3 separate regions of the Danio rerio genome follow, and regions 1 and 3 are each linked to region 2. The links are chromatin contacts, called in public HiCAR-type maps. All regions are on one chromosome and are shown on one strand. The core of a region is the stretch at or near the end of the contact, and the rest is flanking DNA. Distances in the headings are between cores, read along the strand shown. Region 1 holds the start of klf6a (Kruppel like factor 6a). Region 2 has its middle 13 kb from the start of ccny. Region 3 has its middle 17 kb from the start of klf6a.

Evidence for each region. HiCAR-type assays count read pairs that join an accessible place to other places.
Region 1: a contact with region 2 is called in a HiCAR-type map of caudal fin, with 6 times the contacts expected there. The contact joins the promoter of klf6a here to the enhancer-like site in region 2. A contact is called at or near these places in 3 of 18 Hi-C or Micro-C datasets (caudal fin, embryo and fibroblasts) and 2 of 4 datasets of contacts at active chromatin or transcription factors (caudal fin and embryo).
Region 3: a contact with region 2 is called in a HiCAR-type map of caudal fin, with 4 times the contacts expected there. The contact joins two enhancer-like sites. A contact is called at or near these places in 2 of 18 Hi-C or Micro-C datasets (caudal fin and fibroblasts) and 1 of 4 datasets of contacts at active chromatin or transcription factors (caudal fin).

What each region holds. Positions count from the first base shown.
Region 1 is chr24:4,335,450-4,338,149 of GRCz12tu, forward strand. klf6a (Kruppel like factor 6a) reads right to left here and starts at 1,269. Exons shown (of 4, transcript NM_201461.2): 1 at 936-1,269. The coding sequence starts at 1,037.
Region 2 is chr24:4,547,354-4,550,053 of GRCz12tu, forward strand. No RefSeq gene overlaps it. Among named protein-coding and RNA genes, the nearest start is that of ccny, 13 kb to the right of the region's middle. Within about 2 kb of position 1,403, at least 2 of the 62 cell types and tissues checked have an H3K27ac peak or open chromatin away from gene starts, as enhancers often do. A contact at or near this core is called in caudal fin, where this site is marked.
Region 3 is chr24:4,352,120-4,354,819 of GRCz12tu, forward strand. No RefSeq gene overlaps it. Among named protein-coding and RNA genes, the nearest start is that of klf6a, 17 kb to the left of the region's middle. Within about 2 kb of position 1,387, at least 18 of the 62 cell types and tissues checked have an H3K27ac peak or open chromatin away from gene starts, as enhancers often do. A contact at or near this core is called in caudal fin, where this site is marked.

The DNA of each region.
Region 1 (2,700 bases), core at 19-2,518, 210 kb before region 2:
CTCGATATGAGCGATTAGTCGTGCATTTTAGCTGCGCATATCAAAAAAATATATTAATAATAATAAAACACGATATCTATGTGCGAAATATGGCCTGGAGCCTATCAAGCAATCGATTCTACAGCTTCTCCATCAGGTATAGTGTTTGTTTCAGAATGATTTAGTGTTTAATATTTACGAAATGTCAAGCAGACTGACAGATCAGTCACCATTCAGTTTGGTTGAATGCACTGGAAGTGAATGGCGACTGAGGCTGTCAGTCACTAACGTCGTGCTTGGCATCTCGTATTATTTCCACCAAATAAATACTCATGGCATTTTAAAACAACATAATGGCGAGTAAACGACGACAGAGTCTTAACTATCATTTCAGCACTCTCTGCTGGGAAACGTGTTTAAATGCCATGAGATACGCTCTTATGGCTCCATGCCAGAATCCCCCAAAAGCCGGAGGGGAAACTACCTGGATCAGTTTCAGGAGAAACATTCATATGATCGTGCCAAAAATACTGCAACAGTTCCATCACAAGTATATCACTATCAAGCAGAATAACCAGCTATGGGAGTTAATAAGCACCTCCTATAAACCCCGTTATGTGACACAACATGTGCTGAAGACTGTCAAATCAAACCAATCTATGTTTGAGTAAGAAAATGAGCCAAGTGTTTATATTTTACTTAGTCCACTTGCTCGTTAGTCTATTCTGTGCACTAAAAAGTACACTAACACAGACGCACGCATAGACTCCACTGACTGACAGCAGTGACCGCGCTACAATGTATCCGCGTAAATACGTCATTTAAACTGTTACAGCGCCGCGCGGATGCTAAATAACTCTGTTTCCTGTTTAAAAGCAACAAAGTCGAACCACTAGCTCTCTCTTAACCAATCACAGCAAAAGTTTCATCCAAAAATCACTTTAAAAATCAGTTACCTGTTGCCAGTATTCTTCAAGCGATGGCAATGCAGAGAAATAGCCAGTGTCGTGGACGATCTGAAGTTCCTGAAAAATGCTGCACATTGGTAGAACATCCATTGCAATCCCGAGTATCAAGACCAAAAAAATAGATAGATGTATCTTGCTGAATCAAGATAAAGTGTGACGAGCAAACAAAGCAAGCGTCCTCTTCGTGCAATAGCAACGCGGTGCAGCCGTCGCTTTGCTCGGAGTCCGCTAGTCCGTCTGTTGAGATCTCTCTATATTTGCAAACACTGAACTCACGCACAGCGCTGCGCTCTGTCAACTTCCCCTGTTCAAACCTCGCAGCCTGCCTACCCCCTCGTGACAGCGTGACGGTGCCTCTACGCGCGACCAATCGCTGGCCCCCAGCTTGCGCGGGTGCATATGATATCACTTTAAGCCAATGAGAGACGATTATGGAAATAGGGGCCTCCTTCTGGCGCTTCGATTGGGCAATTCAACTGGACGGGCCTGCGCGCTGATTGGACGGTATTTTTAGAAACATATATAAAGGCTCTGCGCTCAAACCTCTCAGTTCTGTTTCTTGACAACGGAGTGTGGCGCGTGCATCGGTTTGGCCAGAGCGAGCGCTGTGTGCAATCGGCGGATTCTCCAGGAGAACTGTGGTGTTGAAATACACTCATTTTTTTCCATTTAGCTTGTGTTTATCTCCCCAGAGTAACTCCTGCTAACACAAACATGGCTTTGGAGAAATTCCGAGCAATTTCTGAATGCCAAATATAAAGTGTCATTATTTTTTTTGACAGATATTAGTTAATATGCAATGCAATATCATGTTTCTGTGCGTTTTGTGAACAGGAAAAGTATTGCTAAACTTCGAGGGGGATCTCAAAGTGTAACCTATAAGATTTGTACACTTGTCAGTCTTTAAATTGGGATGAACTGACTTTGTAATAACTTTATTGCAGCTTTCACACTCATATTATTAAACATTTAACAACATTAGTAGACCATTTAAACGTATTATGATCCCATATGTCCATTACATAATGCTTGATCATTTACAGTTCACCGGTGGGAGAATTTGGGAAAGTCCCTAACAGTGTCAAATTTATTTATTGTCTTTGTCTGCTGCCTCAGGATAGAGAATATTACTCAGGATATTACTCAAAAGAGTATTGGGGACATTCCATCAGAAACATACATTATCTGTCCCTGAAGTAAAACATAAATACAGTGAATAAAAACTTTCATCCCCAAATTAAAATGATGGTTGATTTCTGTGAGTTGTTCTGTAAATAAATATGCAGGGGCGGATTTAACCGATAAGCAAGACAATCTTGGCCCCCAAAATCTGAGGGCCCCCAAATAAAAACATAGAAGTATAAATGACTCCTGTAAAATTATATATAACATTGTTTTATATCATATTTTGTACAGTGAGGTTTCCACACCTTCAGTCATGGACTAGTCTAGCAGTTAAATCAGGCAAAGAAATGTGCTTTACATGTTAATATTATTTTGCATTAAGATAAAATGTAAAAAAGGAGATCAAATAATACAGTAAAAAAATGATAAAATGATAAAAAATGTAAGCACAAAAGCTGCATATTAAAACTTTTGGGTCGTTAAATTGGATGAACTGACTTTGTAATATCTGTATTGCAGCCTTCACACCCCTATTAATATTAACCATTCAAAAGTAGTAGACCATTTAAATGTATTATGTTCCCAAAGCATATTGCATATTCATTACATAATGCTTGATCATTTACAT
Region 2 (2,700 bases), core at 153-2,652:
GCCAGTCCCCTTAAACTCTAATTCACAAAATACACCACAGCAAGACAAACTGGCCATTAATCATCCTAATTTAATAAATCCCAGAATAATGATGAGACATTCATGGAGAATGTTAATTTGTAGAGTTGAAAATATCATCTGAATTCAAAATAAAAGCAATATTCAGACATGCAAAATAGTACTTACACAGTATATACTCTTTTATACACATTCAGAAACTCTAGACCACGGATAATTTGTGGAGTGTTATTTAATTTAAATATATAATAATAATAGTACTATTATCTGACTATTATAGTTACTGCTATGACGGCATTTAGTGGCATTTAAAAAATGTATAAAGAAATAAAGATTAAAGTGGTAATATTTCAAAAATAAAGTCAAAATGTTACGAGAATTAAGTCACTTATTAGATCGTTATAGATGGCCATGCAGGTTCGATTCCGGTACCAGCAGGGATTGTTGGTGGAAATATCCACCTCAATACCACAGCTGAGCTGGTTTACCAGCAAACTTCAATCTGCTCCCTGTGTGATATACGAGATATATGAGATTAAAGTCATAATATTTCGAGAATATATTCAAAATCTAAGAATAAAGTCACAGTTAAACACGATTAAAGTCGTAATGTTTTAAAAATAAAGCCAAAATGTTACGAGAATATAGTCAGAGTTATAAGAGATTAAACTTGTAATATTCTGAGAATAAAGTTGAAATATTACTAGAGTAAACTTGGGGTTATACAAGATTAAAGTCATAAAATTTCGAGAATGATGTAAAAATATTCAATATTCAAAAGAATCAAGTTAAAATTTTGAAAATAAAATCTAAATGTTACGAATAAAGTTGAAATGTCACGAGAGAGAAGTTAGAGTTACATGACATTAAAGTTATAATATTTTGAGAATAAAGCAGAATTATTGCGAGAATAAAGCCTTAGTTATATGAGAATAAAGTCGTAATATTTCAAGAACAAAGTGTAAATATTATGAGTATTAAGTAGTAGTTATACAAGATTGAAGTCAAAATATTTCAAGAATAAAGTCAGAGATTTCCAGAATAAATTTTAAATTCTAAAGTCTAAATGTTACTAATATAGAGGTAAACAGTCTTCGCAATTGCTCCATTATGTTTATTTTGCACACACAATTCAGCCATATGTACCAGTAAGCAGACACTTCTTGGCTCTCAAAAATGAGAGCCCTGGGCACATTTTCCCAATGACCCTGTGTTGCATAAAAAAACTTGTCTGTCTTTTAGATGAGAACTGGAATAAAGGTTTTTCTTTTTACACGTAGCTAAAAAAAACACAGACAGTCATTCTACAGGAAACCACAACATATAAAGACATTTGGCATCTATCTACAGCTTCACACCTCCGCAAATCCTCATTACATCACTGTTAAAGAGAAACACCTTCACATGAGCGGCAGGAAACTGAATAATTTTACACATCGCTGCAGGGAGTCTGAGAGCTGATTCCCGGAGACTTTTACTTCAGAAATACAACTGTAATCCATTCAGTCATGCGACTCAAAGCAAAGAAGAATCTAAATGTTATCTCCTTTATTCCTGCAGACAGCAATCAGGACTAAAAAGACTTAATATGCGTCTTCTTCATATGAGTTTTAAAAATAAATAAATAAAAAATACAAGAGGTAAACAATATCTCAAAGTGCACCCAGATTTGCCAAGACTCCACATTCTGATCTATTTTTCATTTCATACATACGCTACTGTTCAAAAGTTACTTTTACAAATTAAATTATTTGTTTTTAGCTAAGATGCATTAAACTGATTAAAAGCGACAGGGTTTCTGTTCGGAATAAATGCTGTACTTTTGATCTTTCTATCTGAATCCTAAAAATGTATGGCTTGTAGGAAGCATAGAAGTTGACCAGGTGATTGTTTTTAGAGCTGATAATTAGTCTAAGAAAATGTGTATAAAATATATTAAGAACATTTGTGTTTTTGTTTATATTATTGATAACAGTAACTTTGACCCTGTAGGCACCTTTCTTATTTTACCATTCATGATGATTTCTTAAATTATATTTATTCACCTGGATTGCTACCCAATCCACCTGTAATTGGACTGTGGGGGAAACCAGAGCACCCGGAGGAAACCCAGCGAACGCAGGGAGAACATGCAAACTCCACACAGAAACGCCAACTGACCCAGCCGAGGCTCAAACCAGCAACCCAGTGACCTTCTTGCTGTAAGGCGACAGCACTACCTACTGCCACTATTAATAATGATTTCTTAAATTATATTTATTGTATATATTCAATTATATATATTATGTTTCTATGTTTTTCATTACGATATATTATAATGATCAATAAGAATAACTGAGAACTAATTTAGCACATACAGTAAGAATGATTTAGGAAGCATCATGTGACTCTGAATTTCTGATAGTAAAATTGGAAAAAGTCACACCAATGCAACTGCATTTTAAAATCTATTAAAATATGAAAGAGTTACTTTAAATTGTAATTTATTTTCACAGTGTGACTGTTTTACTGTGTTTTGACCAAATAAACTTGGCCTTGGTGAATAAAAATATGCTTATTAAAATAATAAATGTCGCCTCACAGCAAGGAGGTCACTGGTTCGAGTCCCGGATGGGTCAATTGGTCAATTTCTGTGTGGAGTTTGCATGTTCTCCCGGTGTTGGCGTGGGTTTCCCCAGGCCC
Region 3 (2,700 bases), core at 137-2,636, 200 kb before region 2:
AATCCACCGAGTGAAGCAGAATTAGGAATAATGACAGGAAACTGAATGAAAATGAGATTTCGGAGCAAGTTGGATTTGTATTAACATGGCCAGTAATTTAACCAATCATGATAAGACATTCAAAAGGGATTTTGAGGCCCTTTGTCATGGTAACAATAGCAACATTGAGTACACAGAGTGCAGTTGAAATAGTGAATACTAAGTGACTAACTCCAAGCCTGAACTCTCATGGGGCTTTCTAATCAGGGAAAGTTTCATTTTGTAACTTTCGGTATGACTAGCAGAGCTTGTCTCGCCCTAACAGGACAGTATGACACCCAATGGTGCTTTCCTTGAAAATCCTCAGAATAGCGATCAGACTGCTTCCTGTTTTAGACTGTCTCTCACACTTTCCAGAGGGATGTTACAATTAATAGTTATCTATCAGTGATTAATACTCACTCTGACTAAAAATCATATGTAAGATGAGGAAATGCAAGATTTGTATTTTTAAAACTGCTCATTTGTAACATCTTTGAAGGACTGAGTGGGTCTAAAGCAGTGTTTCTCAACCATGTTCCCAGAGGACCACCAGTTCTGCACAAATTTCCATGTCTCCTTAAACAAACACACCTGATTATGATCATCAGCTCATTAGCAGAGACTGAAAGACCTGTGATGGGTGTAACAAACAAAGCAGGCATCCAAAACATGCGGTTCTGGTGGTTCTTCAGGAACGTGGTTGAGAAACACTGGTCTAAAGCAACCTGACTTATTTTATTATCTATATCTTTGCAAGAAATTATTTCTAAGTATTTATTTGTGTGGCACACAGTGACTCAAGAGGGAGTCCCGGCGGGGTCAGTTGGTGTTTCTGTGTGTTTGCATGTTCTCCTTATGTTTGCGTGGGTTTATTCCATGTGCTTCGATTTCCCCTACAAGTTCAATGTTTTACCCTTCCATCTGCTACCCATCACAGGGAAACACCCATACACTTATTCACACTCATACACTACAGACAATTTAGCTTTTTCAATTCCCCTATAGCGCTAAAGGAGAACTGAATGAGCTAAATTGTCAGTAGTGACGCATTGCTCATCTTATCTGCACCACTTAATGTGTGTTTACGACGGTTATACGGTGAAAAGTGGCACGTTTAGTTTCAGCCAGCCTTGTGAAGCTCCTTACATGAGGTCTGTGGTTATCACACGTAGGTCATGATTGTAGGTTACTGCCGCCCGCATGTTGACTTGGTGTTTTGCTTTTTGTTTGTACATTCAAACCCACGCACATGACATCATCCATCCTCTACTGGACTTTAAACCATGATATCATATGTTTGAGCAGTGTGTCATTCCCGCTTTCCTGCACTGCTTTCATCTTCCCATCACACCGCTTATGTCATTTTCCCATGACTAAGGCATTCTCTGACTGGATTGTTTTACCTTGGCCGGGTCAGCACACTCAGAGACGGATCAGAGTTGTTTTGCAAACACCTGTGCATGTTCCCATTGGCTGGGGATTCAGGTGTGACTGTTGACTCACCAGAGACCGAGCGAGTTGGTGTCCTTTTAATGGAAACATGTTTAACAGGGCATTTAATAGAGGGCTGGCAAAAGCTATAGCTAGTAAAATAGTATATAGCTTTAGTATAAACTGCAGCAAGAGTGTGTAAAACTGCACAAGTAGACTGTACATCATAATCTATTGCAAAAGTCAAACAGAGCAAATGAGGCGTTTAATTCTGCTCCCATAATTGTCTTTGCAATTGTAATGCAGTAAAACGATGTTATTTAAACGCATTTCCCCTCACAATGTATTGCTGCAAGTCATTTAAAAAGTGCAAAAGTCTGGCAACACTATTTAAAACCTCTGTATTCCCTTGTGAAATGTGAGTAGCATTAGCTCCTCGCTCTTCCTCTGTTTCTCTGGGTAAACACCTGAGAATGACTAACCCATATCTCATGACCAGTCTGCATCGCTGCGAGCCCTGTGTCCTGCATTCTCCAGGAAATGAGGCATGATGCGTGCCATCACCCAGACACAACCCCTCAGGAACCAGGAGCACAGATATAAAACAGACTGTTAGCTTAACACACGGCAAAGCTGGGTCACAAGGAAAGGGTCAGCTTTCATATGAACGTAAATGAAATTCACAGCATCTTGTGGATGCATCTCTTTGTTTTTTTCCATTAGATTTTATTTGTTTACTCTTTGTTATCGTAGGGTGTTTTATTAAATGCAGGGGTGGAAAGAGTACAGAAAAATCCTACTTAAGTAAAAGTACAAGTACTTGCATAAAAATGTAGTGCAAGTAAAGGTATCTGTTGTAAATATTACTCAAAATAAGAGTAAAAAGTAGCTTTTTTAGTATCATACTGTAAAAAGCTGATGCATTTACATGTCATTTGTGGGTGTGTGTAAACGTAACATTCTGTAGTGCATTTAGTTATTGCCCAGCAGGCACACAATGTCAAAAGACGTTAATATTAGGTTAGATTTAGGTTAGAATGTCAAGTGACCAAAATTCAACTTCTAGCCACCATCTAAGGACGTTATTTTGATGTCCAATAACGATGTGAAATTACATTGATATTTGGTTGATTTTAGGTTTTGTTAGAAACTGACCAAAATCCAGCTTCGAGCCAACATCTTAAACCAATGTCATATTGACGTCAAATACTGACATTTATTCGTCAGGTATGGCAACTAAAATCCAAC